4 separate regions of the Mus musculus genome follow, and regions 2, 3 and 4 are each linked to region 1. Evidence: chromatin contacts called from public Micro-C and promoter capture Hi-C data. All regions are on one chromosome and are shown on one strand. Each heading gives the region's core, a stretch centred on a gene start, on an enhancer-like site or on the middle of the called end of the contact. The rest is flanking DNA. Distances are from core to core; before and after follow the strand shown.

Region 1 (3,165 bases), core at 482-2,981:
AGTGAGAATTGTTGTGCTGGTGAAATATCCTTTTCCTCTGTGTCAGAACAACATCCCAAAGCCATTATTCCCTTTCCAAAGGAGCGGAATTCGCAAAAGGTGTAAAATACAGGAAGAGGCCCGTCAGCGGCGCTGGCAGCCTCGGCCTTTCTCACCGCCGTGCTCCCCGCGTTCCCACGCCAAAAATAACCCGCAGGAAACGCAATTGTGCTCTGAGTCCAGGCAGCGAGCGGAATCCGAGCGTCCAGCGCGGGGCGCAGCTCCGGCCAAGCTAAGCGTCCTGGCCCCCACCCCCCAAGCCTGCGTCCCCAACCCCCACCCCCGCCTATAACTGGTTAACTCTTTCGGCGCTGTGTGATGTCGCCCCCCTGTGGCCGAGAAGTTAGATACTCACCTGGCCGCAGGTCGTCTCCCGGTGTGTGCCAAGCTTGGATGTTGAGTGAGAAGGTTCCCTGGGAAGCAAAAGGGGGGGTGGGGGACATTAGAGATAGCGATATCAGCAGGGAGGGAAAGGAGGGGGTGCCTCGCAGCAGCCTGTTTAATTAATCTAATTGCAGGATATAGTTACGGAGCTCGGCTCAACATAACTGGTGTTCGCGCAGCGCTGCGCGCGAGCTGAGAAGGCAGGGGAGGGATGAGGGATGCGGGAGTGTAAGTGAGAGCCGGGGGGTGGGCGGGCGGCGCCGCGTTGGGGGTTTGGTAATGAAATTCGTATCCCAAGAATTGGGGAGAAGGAAAGGGAAGAAACTGGGAGGAAAGACTAACCAAAGCCTCTCCGGGATGATCCTATGAGAGAACAGGGGGGCGGGGGCAGAAGAGAAAGAGCCCTTGGGGCTCTCCAGAGAGCGCTTTGGAAAGGAGCTCTGGTGTCCCGGCGCTCCCTTCTTTCCCTTCGGTTATCTCCCGGTGCATTTAAGTTGTGCTTACCGGCCAGGTGAAATTGAAGGGCAACTGCAGAGGGTTGCGACCACTGCCGCTATTCTTGTCCCTGACGACGAAGGAGTTGGTGCCCAATACCGGCGTGGAGACATTGCCAAAGGTGCAGGGTCCCTCGGAGAAGGTTGCCTGGAAGTGCTTAAGGCAGATGCGGAAGAAAGTCCGGCAGCCCGGTTCGCAGGACTGCCCATTGGCCAGCATACCGCGCTGGTTGACGAACTCCTGCAGCCGCAGCTGGAAGATGCCGGAGCCCGCAGCGCGCTGCTGCACAGGGACCGAGAGAAGGAGGGAGGAGAGCGGTCAGGCTCAGCCGGGGCCGGGGCGCAAGCCCGGAGCGCTGCGGGAGGGGGCGGAGAGGACGTGAGACATTACCTGCGGCCACAGTACCGCCAGCAGCAGTAGCGCCCAGCGACAGGCGCTCCGGGACGCAGGCGTCATCCCTTGGGGTGTCCTCTCCACTCCGGGACTCCGAATCTGCTTGTTAGGGATGTCGCTCTCCCGCAAGTCCCGTCTGCCAGCCGAGTTCCTGAAAAGCTGATTCCCCTCGGGACGCTGCTCCCTTGTCGCCTTCTCAAAAACTCCGCTGCTCGATGCCTCGGTAGGTAATCCAGGTGAGGGCGACTGGGCGGTGGCTGCTCTAAGTACGTGTCCTGGAGCAAATCCTAGGGTCTCGAGCGGGCTAGTGAGGGAGTACACTGCACCCAAGTGACTTTGGCTGCAGCTCTTGGCCTCGGGTTCCTAGCCTGCGAGCAGCGCCGCTACTGAAACCTGCTTGCTCCAGAGCCTTTCTTATATATATTGGCTGCTCTTCGCAGCCTGTCAGTCAGACAGACTCACGGTCACTCTCCCCTCCCCTCCAGGCCTCTAGTGGCTACAGTCCCAGCACCCACCGGAGGGGGCCTCCGCCCCCGCCGCTCCCCCTGTCAGCCAGCCAGTAGGGCGCAGGTCCCCGCCCCTCTTCCAACTTCTGGGCTTCCAGCTCTGCGCGTGCCCGGCGAGCAGTCCTTAGAGATCGTCTGCTTAAAGGCTGAGACCCTCGCCACCAGAGGATAGGAGGGTAGCCCAGTGATGCGGCGGGAGGTGAGGTGGTTCCCGAATGGTCCAGGGGGTGGAAACTCTAAGGGGTCCCCGTAGGCGGTGCACCTGATCCAGGCATTAGATACCTACAGTCCTCTAGCAGGTGGGGAAAGCTTAAACTAGGAAAGCAAAAAGCAGGACCAGGGGATTTGGATCTCCCTTTCCTTTCCAGACTTTAGGTAGCTCCTGCCTCGCTGGCCTCCAGCCTATGTGTGCCCACCCTCCACGCGTCCCCAGCACCGCAGGGAAGCCATCCGACGCCTTAACCTTTCCCTGGCTATTCCAAGCAAGGCAAAGGGCCAAGCGTCTAGGACTCTGGTCTTCTCTGCACCTGGTAGGCGTGTCACCTCAAGCAGCAGGGCGTGCCCAGCGCGTGCCTTCTCTCTTTGTCCCCCACCCCCACTCCCTCCTGGCTCGTGCTAGAGCCAGGACTAGAGGTTCGAAAGAGAGGTGGGGGGCGTGGTTCTCGAAGTGGGGGGGGGGTCCTCAGCTGTATGGTAATGAGGTTCTAGTCTTTTCCCTCAGTGCCTATCTCACCTGGGTCGCGCTTGGTCTCCATATCCTCATCCTGGCCCCCACCCGCGTCCCCTAGCTCCGCTGGAGTAGGGAGGAAACTTTCTTAATTCCAGAATTTCCTTGGGCCACTTGAGAGGCAAGGTGAGAGAGCTTGAGGCTGATCAGGTCTAGATCTCTCTGCATAGGGCAGGATGTAGGGTGGAACTGGAGGCGCATAGAGTTGTTTGAGTTTCGGGTGGTTTCACCCATGTCACACGCGCGCCTCTCCCGGGTGGCCTCCGAGCGCAAACCCTGCAGCTGCTTTCCCAGAACCCGTCGTGCTCCCCCGAGGCTGCAGACCGGGGAGGGCTGGCTTCTCCCAGTTTTGGGGGGTGCTAGATTTCTCTCTCTCTCTCTCTCTCTCTCTCTCTCTCTCTCTCTCTCTCTCTCTCTCTCTCTCTCTCTCTCTCTCTCTCTCTCTCTCTCTCTCTCTCTCTCTCCTACAGTGAGAGCGGTGGGGGCCCTGTGGCTTCAGCTGTCAGCCCTCCCGCGTGGTGATTGCTGGCTATGGTCGGACGATAAGATCAGTGCGGGCGGGGGTTGAGGGGAGCAGGGACGCGGCTCCAGCCCCAGGGAGGCCGTGGTAGGGGGAAGTGG
Region 2 (3,165 bases), core at 411-2,910, 470 kb before region 1:
AGGGTGTCAGTCAAGCCCACGAACTGCTGCTAGTATCCCTGACTCCACCCTGTAAAACGAAGGGAGGTTGAGAAGAGGGAAGGAGGGAATGCTCCCCTGAAGTGGAGAACATATGGCTACAAAACCACGTCAGATCAAACACATGGCAGCCTTCCTGGCAGCCGCCTGCTCTATTAATACCTGAATGTGTGCTGGGGCGGGTGCTAGGAAGACGGGAGGCAGAAGGGAGGGGTGGGGCCCTAAGCAGAAGCCCCAAGACCCCGGAGCTACTGTGGCATCAACAGGGCCCACTTATTAAAATCTTACCCTCTTCAGGCAAGGGTAGACACACACAAACACACGCCCACACACACACACCCTCCTGGCATGTATTAAACAGATGGGCAGGTGAAGAATCTGCATAAAGGAAATCCAGACCTGTTCTTTCTGCTCCTTACTGTGTAACCCTAGGTAAATTCCTGGGCTCTCTGAGCATCTGATACGCACCTCGGAGCCTGCATATACTTTCCACTCTTTAGCTTCCTTTCCTTTCAAGGCTAATGTGGCAAAGAACTCAGTTTTTAAGAAATGCTTGTTGGATGGCTGCTGCCGGGGGAGGGGGGGGGCGCCTGTCTCTCTACCCTTCCCACTCACCCTCACAGGACAAGGAGACATAGCTTCACACCCCTCTGCACCCTGATGTGTGCGTGTGAACTTGAAGGCAAAGGTGCTGCCCTCCTGCCTCGGGGAAATGCCTCTGTGGCTGTGTGGCAACGTAAAGCTAATCTTCACAAGAAGCAGTAACCTTCACCCAACCCAAGCTACTCAACATTCGGGTTTCCGGGAGCGCCAAGGGCCACAGGAACTAGAGTACGGGCAGAGGTATTTTAGAATCCAGCACCTTCACAACCCTGGGTGCTCAAACCCAGATCCTGTAGTTTCAAAGTGGGACCTCGGGGGTGTGCGGAAGGCAGAATGGGTCCTTAGGACTGGGGAAAAGGGAGCAGACTACTAGGAACATAGAGGCGGGAAAATACAGTCCTAAGCACCCCCGACTGCCCACACCCCCCACTCCCTTCCTTTGCACCCAGCCAGCCCCGGGCGCGAGAAAGTTGGGGGCGGGGGCCGCGGCCGGAGGTCTGGCAGCCAACACCCGCTGCGTCCTAGTCTCGGCCTTCCAGCCCCGGCCACCGACCCCAACCTCTGGCCGGCCCAGGCCCGGGTCTCGCCCGCTGCCGTCCCCGGGCTGCGCCCCTCAGTCGTGCGGCTCAGCAGCCCCCCGCTTCCCGCCGCCTCCCGGGCCACCCCTACCTGCGGCCGCAGACCCGGGGAGCAGCAGAGAAGCCAGTCCCGCCAGCAGCAGCGGCCGGAGCCCCGGCCACCCCATGCTCCGCCTCAGCGCCATCGGCGGCGACGCCGCACCATGCCGGGCCCGGCCCGCGAGCGCAGAGAGGAGGGTGGCGGAGGAGGGGCGGGAGGCCCGCGGGAGGGGCGGGGGGCGGCGCTCGGCCCGGGCGTCCCGGACCCGCGGCCGCCTAGAGCCGCGGCCACCGCCGTCAGCAGCGAGGAGTCCCCGGGGCTGCGGCTGGGCCACCGCGCTCCTTCCACAGCCGCCGCCGCCGCCGCCGCTGATTCATGTTCTTCTGCGAGCCGCCGCCTCCTCCCGGCCCGCCCGCCCGCCCTCCGCGGAGCTCGTGCCGCCCTCCCCCTCCCCCGCGCAGCCCCGGTGGCGAGAGCCGAGCGCTAACCTCAGCCCTTACCGCCCGACCTCCCGCCCACCTCCAGAAGGCGCAGCGGGACCCGCGCCCTGGCCACTCCGCTGCCGCTGCGGAGGACCTGCCTCGCTCCCTGGACAGGCACCCGGCCACGCCCCTCCTTCCCCAAATACTTTCCAGTCTCCAGCGGGGCACCCCATCCTCTCCTCAGAACCCCTCTTGGAAGCTCCTGCCACACCCCAACACTGTTCTAAATCCTGACCTCAGACTCCGACACAGCCCTCTCAGAACACAAAGCACCTACTAGACACAGCAACCCTCAGGTGTCCCCAAGACGGCTGGAACAGCTCCCCGAGAAACTACTAGCATCCCTGTACCTCTTTGCTTGAGCTTTTCACCCAGTTTTTTTTTTCTTTTTCGATCTTTGTAGCCTACCTTTAATCGCCAAGTATTCTCCTATCGAAAGACCATTCTCCCCAGCCCATCTTCCCAGAGTGTTTTCCAGTTTGTCGTCCATCTAGAGTTTTCCAAGATCTGTTTCGTAATTCTTAGGTGTCCATCCCCACTGCTAGCCTACGAAGGCCAAAGCAAAATCACCGTGATTTTCGAGGGTATCATTCTTCTTTCTTGCTTCCTCTTTCCACCCCTCCACTTCTGGGACATAGTGTGAACATTGGCATTGTCTTCATACTAGCTAGTGAAACATCTGCTATTATTAGTAGACCACCTTGCGCACAGTAGGCACTCCATAAATAAATAGGCAGATCCTTGTTAAAAGAATGAATAATTGCCTGCTCCACAACCAGTAATCACTGGAGGTGGCCTGCCCACAGACATCCTGTCAGGAAGATGCAGAGCTGGTTCCAAATCGCACCTGCCAAGTCCTCCTCTTGTCCTCACCTCTTCTTGGCCCCTGGAGGACAACCCACAACAGGCGCTTTCCAGGGGTCCTGGATGGGGAGAAAGAACTAGCCAGTGAGACGTCCCATACTCACTGGATCTTTCCAGGGATTCTCCTGAGCAGCAGGAGCCTCCCTCTTCCTCCACTTGGCCCACCAGTGCTTGTTTATTAATTATCTTAATGATAACAGCAGTGCTGGCGGCAGCCGCAGACCCAGCTGGGGGCGCCCCCAGGCGGCAGGATAGGAAGACTCTTGGCAAGTCTGGTCAACAGTTGGATCGGAGGGGCCTGACTTCCTGCTGAGCGCTCTGCCAATTTTCTTGGGAACTCTAGGATGGCTCCAGGACGCTTTCCTGAAGGGGGAAAAAAGAAAAGAAAAGCACACAAGCTTGCTCTTTTCCAGAGCTTTGGAATTTTGAGTGTCAGACAGTCTGGAACGGAAGCCAGAACTGTTCTACGCTGTCTCCAGTAAAGGGGACCCTTCTCTTTATTTCAATTAACCTGGCACAGAGTATTCCCGGAAGATGTTCAATCTAGAGACCAAACACAGCTTCTACTTCCTGTTCTTCA
Region 3 (3,165 bases), core at 242-2,741, 430 kb before region 1:
TAGTATTAGATACTCAGAATTTACTAATTAGCTAGTTACCTGATAGGCCCAGCTTCAGTTTTTAGAAGTAAAAACATCTTTAGCGTTTAGGCTTCAGTCATTGACTTAGTTTTTTGGGTTTTTTTAAGTCCAGTATGTGTTTATTGGGATGGTTCTTCCCTTAGTTGCCTCCTCCCAAAGAAACTCCTCCTGTAACCTTTGCTTTCCCCCTTGGAGGCCGGCAGAGGGCAGGGAGTCAGGCAACCCACAAGACCATTATTTGTGCAGTGCTAATGACCCTGGTGGGATTTTAGCCTCCTGGGTGGTTTATACCCATGGATTAGAAATTAGGAACCTTGAGGGGAGAGGCTGGGGGTGGGGCGCTGAACAAATAAATTAATTAAAAAAAAGAAATTTGCACTCTTCTACAGATAGCTGAGATCCTTTGCAAAAGATTTATTCTGGTAGGAAGATTTTGTTTTTGTTTTGAGGGGACTCATAGCAATCCTGCTGCTTCAGCCTTCCAAGTGCAGGAATTACAGGCATGAGCCACCATGCCTGGCTTAACATTAGCATTTTGAACAAAAGATAAAGGACACAATACACAAAACTATCCTTCCATGTGATTTTGCAGTTGGTGGCCTGTGGCTGAGCCACTCTGCATTGCCTGGGAATGCTAGCACTTGAATCTTCTGACATCTTTTTTTTTTTTTTTCTCTTTCAGAGACAGGGTTTCTCTGTGTACCCCTGGCTGTCTTGGCACTCACTTTGTAGACCAGGCTGGCCTCGAACTCAGAAATCTGCCTCTGCCTCCCAAGTGCTGGGATCATAGGCATGCGCCACCACCACCCGGCTTCTGACATCTTTTTAACATATCTATTAGCTTTTTGAGAGGAAGTCTCATGTAAGTCCAGGCTGGCATCCAGTTTGAAAGCAGAAGATAACACTGAACTTGGGGTCCCATCTCCACTTGGCAGGTGCTGGGTTACAAATGTGAGCAACACTGTCCACATTTTTCAACACCTTATCCAGTCATGGCAGTAAGAAATTGTCCACAGGAACAGTGTGCAACAAACTCAGAAAGTCATGATTCTGAGGTACTGGGATGTCCTGCCTCATGGTCAGAAAGGGACACAGCAATGGCAAGCAATAATGCCTTATGGGGGACAGTTTAGTCGCCATCACCCAGGAGGCAGAGGCAGGTGGATTTTTGGAGGCTCTACATACTTCCCATGTGTGATCATGCACTTAAACTAACACTGACACCAATAAAGCCATTCACTATTGATGCTATCCTGAGACCCACAAAAGCTACTGCCATGTACTAGGTGCTGTCCAGCCTATCACAAAGGTATAATGTAGAGTCAACTTTTTCTCCTACCAGGAACTCACTAGTTTGTTGGTGTGCCATAGGTGGGGACTAGAGCCCTTCAGCTCAGCAAGGCTCCTCCCAGAAGCCTGGGGACCTCGCTGTCCTCATGCTCCGCCTTTTCCTTCTATTTCCCGGGTCTGACGTGAGTGTATACAGGCCAGTTGGAAGTCGGCAGGGTAGTGGTGATAGCTCTGAGACTGCTGACACGCCTATAAACTGCAGCTAGGGAATCGAGTTCTCAACCATCATCCTTTGCTGGAACCAAGGGATTGGGCGATGGGCTGCTCCCACCGGCTGCTGCTGTGGCTGGGAGCTGCTGGTAAGTGCTGTTTGGTGGTCAGGGTACCAGCCAACCAGAGACAACTAGATTTGGGGCTGCATTAGCAACAGACCAGGTCTCAATGGTTCCTTCTAAGGTGGCCTTGTGCTTTTAGAGTACAGCAAGAAAGGTGCGGAGCACGTCCGAATCTAAGAATCAGATGGGGCCTTGGCACTACTTGGGAGGAAGCTAGAGAGAGGAGAGGTGGTGGGGTGCTGTACAACAGAGAGCGGTGCAGCCCCCAAGTCACTCCATGAGAGCTCTGGAATGATATATGTAGACATATATGTATATATATATATATATATATATGTATATATATATATATGTATATATGTAGATATATGTATATGTCATGATATATGTAGACACCTTGCAAGGCTTGGGAAACCCGGTTGGGTGGTAGGTGTCTAGCTTCAGCCTCTGTATGCACCAGCTGGGCGGCATTCGGGGTGTGGCTGGAAGCAGGGTACTGCTGAGTGGCTATCCATCTCTTATGTCTCCCCTGTCACATTCTGCATCATCTAACCCTTCTTCCTGTCACCTTTCAGGAACTATTCTTTGCTCCAACTCGGAGTTCCAGACACCTTTTCTAACACCTTCGCTTTTGCCGGTGCTGGTACTCAATTCCCAGGAGCAGAAAGTCACCCCCACACCCAGTAAATTGGAGCCAGCTTCCCTCCCAAATCCTCTAGGTGAGTTTCAGGCTCCTCCCTTTTCTTGGTTCACCATCTCCAGATCCCTAGGCCTGGAGAGGAACTTTTTCCTTCTCCCTTTGTACCTAGGCACACGGGGGCCTTGGGTGTTTAACACCTGTGGCGCCAGCGGCAGGAGCGGACCCACACAAACACAGTGCGATGGGGCATACACAGGAAGCAGCGTGATGGTGACAGTGGGGGCTGCCGGGCCGCTCAAAGGCGTGCAGCTGTGGCGGGTGCCAGACACAGGCCAGTATCTGTAAGTGCCCAGCAGGAAGAGGGTGGCAATCACCTCTTAGGCTGAGGTTCTACAGACCAGGGAAGTTATCTTAAAACATTCCGCAGAGAAGTCTAGTGTCAGTCACTTCGATTGTCTGTCCTCCTCCTAAGTTAACCATCGTCAGGACGGCCGCCCAATCAACGGTGGCTGAAGATGGGGCTGGATGATTCCAGCCATCTCCGTTAACGCTCTTGAAATACTCGTGGAACCCAACCCAAAACTCGGTTCTTCCCCATCCCTTCACAGTCCATCTAAGTCCCTTAGGAAGAAGCTTTCCGGCCACGGGTTCCCGACCTTGAGCCGCCGCCTGGTCCAGGACCGAGGCGCCTAGGACTGAGACGCGGACCGGTGCTCTCTCCTCCTGCAGGATCTCCGCCTACGGAGCGGCGGGCGGCAAGGGCGCCCAAAACCACCTGTCACGGGCGCACGGCATCTTCCTCTCAGCAGTCTTCTTCCTCCGTCGCGGGGAGCCGGTGTACATCCTTGTGGGGCAGCAGGGCCAGGACGCCTGTCCCGG
Region 4 (3,165 bases), core at 239-2,738, 400 kb after region 1:
TTCACCAGTGAAAGCAGCAGGCCTCCTTTCTAGCTCTGTCCTCTGAGCCACTGTGGACAAGGACCTCCAAGGACAGTCCTTACCACTGAGATATGGAGACACCTAGAGAAACCAGGAAGCCACCCAGAGCCAGGAGTTTCTCTGAAAGACATCCCAAAGCTGATATCATTAAACCCAAACTCCAAAAGGTGCTGGCCTACTGTCATTGGTGACAGGCTTCCTTGGTGACATTGGGCAGTGGGTAAGCAAAGAGGGAGAAGTCCAGGATATACTTAGGTAGCACATCTTGAAGCAGGGCCCGTGGAACATTGCACAAGTGGTAATGCAGACTTTCTGGGCTGGCTGGCCGGTACCAGGCCTGGCGAGCTGGGAACCGGACATGGGGTGGGGCCCGCACCCACTCCAGCACCTGGTTGGCATCAGCCTCCAGCCTCTCATAGGAACCCACGAAGTCGTAGTGCACAGCACATGGTTGGCACAGGTGGTACACAGGCATCCAATGCTCATTCATATGTTCAGGATCCTCATCCACCAGGTATCTCAGGAACTCTGGGAAGGTGACATCGTCCCCTGCAGGGCTGGGGCCAGCTCCAGCCCTGTAGCGCCTGACAATTTCGGCCCCATATCGCTGCTGGTACTCTCGGATCTCTCCAAACTTGTTACGGTAAGCAGACAGGAGGCGTTCCAAGGGGTCTCGCACAAACAGGAACTTGAAGTAGTGCTGCAGACGGTAGCGAATCTCCTCAGGCCGCAGGTCTGCCAGAAACACCAAGTCACTGCGGTGGTCCATCTTGAGGCGGACATCCACGTTGTTCAGGATGCCAGCCAGCACCTTCAGCACACGTTTCCAGTTAGAGCAGGCCACTTTGGGGACATAGCAGTAGAGGAAGCGGTAGCGGTCACTTACGAGAATGTGGCGCAGCAGGGTGCGCCGCTGTCCCACCGGCAAGTCCCAGGGGTCCCGGGGCATGCCTGGTTGTCCGCACACGGCCCTCAAGGTCCGGTTTCGGATGTCCTCCCTCACTTGCAAGTCCGAGTCCCCAGCATCCAAGGATAGGCCTCTAGGCTTAGGATCTGTCCCGCTCCAGGCCGCGCCTTTGTGGCTGGGAGGGTGCAGGGGAAGGGGTTTCATCTCCGATAGGATGCCTCGCTCGATCATGAGCAGCAGTCCGCTGGAGGCCACGATTACAGCGAACATCAGCATGGACGGCAGCAGCAGGGGCGGCCCCCCGAGCCCAGCCCGGGCCCGGCCCAATGGGGCCCGCCTTGGCGTGCGGCCCAGGGTCTCCGCGCTTTTCGGGGCAGCCAGTGGGGTCAGAGGGCGGGGAAACATGGTGCTGCGGCCAGACCTCGCCGACCTCGAGGCTGCAGGGGAGGTGACTGCAGCAGGGGCTGGAGGTCTCGGGAGGGGAGGGATAGTGGGTGGCCAGCTCCCGGGGTGCAGGCAGGGACCAGGGCCGGATGTCCCGCCCGGCCGCTCTTCTCTCCCCGCCCCTCCCTGATACAGGCGCGAGGGCGGGCCCACGTTGTGGGGCGGGGAGAGGGGCGGGTGCCCGAGTCCTAGGAGCTAGTTGCGGGAGGCCGCAGGCGGACCCTAGCCCGGGAGAGAACTCATGAGCCTGGGCCACTCCAGACAAAATGAGACCTGGAAAGCAGGAGCTACTGAGATCCCGTGTCTCTTTAACACGTGTCCTCTTGGTGCTCCATTTAAGATTTGCACCCTCCATCCTGCTTTAAACTGCTCTGGAACCGCTGTCCCTCCAGCTGTGACCTGAATGCAGGACAACCCACCACTCAGTCGGTCTAGACATAAAGGAGATCTGTCCTGACCGGAAGCATGGTCCTTAGCCGCTTGTACCAGTCCCAGCCCAGGGCAGGGCCACTCTGTCAAGCTCTGGCTAATGTCTCCATGGTGACATTTTGCTTTAGTAATTCCTAGGGACTAGTGCTTATCTACTGAGCAATGCTGATCTGTCTGTAAAAGGAATCTCCCCTGCCAAGTCTGAAGCAGTAGGCTAACTGGGACACTCTGGTCGGAGGCTATGGACAAGTACCTCGGGACCACGTATGGCCAATATATACTTCAGGACAACCTACAAGTACAACGCAGCAACCACAGAAAGGCCTCTTTGCTTGGAGCCAAGATGTACCCAGTGGCAACAGATTGGTCAGAGTACTTTGAACAGCAGCATACAACTAGTCCCTAAGCACTACAGCTTGACTTCGTGTGGGGCCCCAACAAGGCTTAAGACAACAGAACTGGGGAACAAATCACGTTTTTTTGTTGTTGTTGTTGTTGTTTGTTTTTAACTATTTCCTATAGTCATCAGCCACTTGACAGTAGATTCTGTGGCTGTTCACATTGTATGGACTCTGGGGTAGCTGTGACTGAAGGTTTTGTTGTTGTTGTTGTTTAGGTATGGGTTTCACTGGCTAGCCAAGGCTGACTTTCAGACCCAATTCCTAGTCATGACAGCACATTAGATGGGAGGACGAAGAATTGACTTTGGTACAGGTTATGCCCAGAGGATGATGAAAGGACTGGGTGGGAATGGTGAGACTATGAAGCTGATTAGGCAGATGAGGGGGTCTGAGGGATAAAGTGACGTGTGTGTGTGTGTGTGTGTGTGTGTGTGTGTTGTTGTTGTTCAGAGAGCCACACAGAAAACATGGGGTAAATGTCTGAACTGGGAGGTTCAGTGGCTTTAAAGTTGGATGCTGGGTGCATCTCAGGCCACTTCTGACCCTTCACTACACTGCTGTCCCTTTCTAGGCAGTGTATAGATTTCTGGTGGTGGGATTGCCTGCTCCATTTGTCTGTAAAGTGACACCTCTTAGAACTCTCGTGGGCAGCACACTGATGGCTGTCCATACCATGGGATAGCCTACCCATGTCATGGGGATGAAAGCTCTGATCTCATCACCACTTTTCTTCCACCATAGATTTGGACTTAGCTAGCAGGTGGGGGGGACCTCAGCATCCCAGAATGAGAGGGCTCTAAAGAGGTCAATGTTAGTCCACCAGTCAAATCCTGAAACTGATGCAGTCCTATCCCACACCACAAACGGAGTGCCAGCTACAAGAAACTAAGAAGTTTCTACCCAGCCCCAAGGTTACGATAGAGTTGTCTTCATGCATCTAGATTAACTGCCTTCCACTTAGCA

Evidence for each region. Promoter capture Hi-C pulls out the DNA fragments that hold promoters and counts their contacts. A called contact is a pair of places that touch in the nucleus more often than the background predicts.
Region 2: a contact with region 1 is called in a Micro-C map of embryonic stem cells, with 4 times the contacts expected there. The contact joins the promoter of Tyro3 here to the promoter of Dll4 in region 1. A contact is called at or near these places in 1 of 39 promoter capture datasets (liver), 4 of 484 Hi-C or Micro-C datasets (all in embryonic stem cells) and 2 of 115 datasets of contacts at active chromatin or transcription factors (extraembryonic endoderm stem cells and pancreatic cancer cells).
Region 3: a promoter capture Hi-C map of embryonic stem cells shows a contact between it and region 1, with 4 times the contacts expected there. The contact joins the promoter of Ltk here to the promoter of Dll4 in region 1. A contact is called at or near these places in 2 of 39 promoter capture datasets (both in embryonic stem cells) and 1 of 115 datasets of contacts at active chromatin or transcription factors (embryonic stem cells).
Region 4: a contact with region 1 is called in a promoter capture Hi-C map of embryonic stem cells. The contact joins the promoter of Chst14 here to the promoter of Dll4 in region 1. A contact is called at or near these places in 1 of 39 promoter capture datasets (embryonic stem cells) and 1 of 115 datasets of contacts at active chromatin or transcription factors (pancreatic cancer cells).

What each region holds. Positions count from the first base shown.
Region 1 is chr2:119,324,350-119,327,514 of GRCm38.p6, reverse strand. Dll4 (delta like canonical Notch ligand 4) reads right to left here and starts at 1,731. Exons shown (of 11, transcript NM_019454.3): 1 at 1,309-1,731; 2 at 928-1,200; 3 at 395-452. The coding sequence starts at 1,374. It overlaps Gm14207 (predicted gene 14207), which reads left to right and starts at 1,318. Exons shown (of 4, transcript NR_030683.1): 1 at 1,318-1,534; 2 at 2,186-2,347; 3 at 2,539-2,670.
Region 2 is chr2:119,798,009-119,801,173 of GRCm38.p6, reverse strand. Tyro3 (TYRO3 protein tyrosine kinase 3) reads right to left here and starts at 1,660. Exons shown (of 19, transcript NM_019392.2): 1 at 1,291-1,660. The coding sequence starts at 1,384.
Region 3 is chr2:119,758,757-119,761,921 of GRCm38.p6, reverse strand. It overlaps Ltk (leukocyte tyrosine kinase), which reads left to right and starts at 1,491. Exons shown (of 20, transcript NM_203345.2): 1 at 1,491-1,670; 2 at 2,222-2,365; 3 at 2,456-2,627; 4 at 3,016-3,165. The coding sequence starts at 1,628.
Region 4 is chr2:118,924,820-118,927,984 of GRCm38.p6, reverse strand. It overlaps Chst14 (carbohydrate sulfotransferase 14), which reads right to left and starts at 1,488. Exons shown (of 1, transcript NM_028117.3): 1 at 1-1,488. The coding sequence starts at 1,333. The coding sequence ends at 203.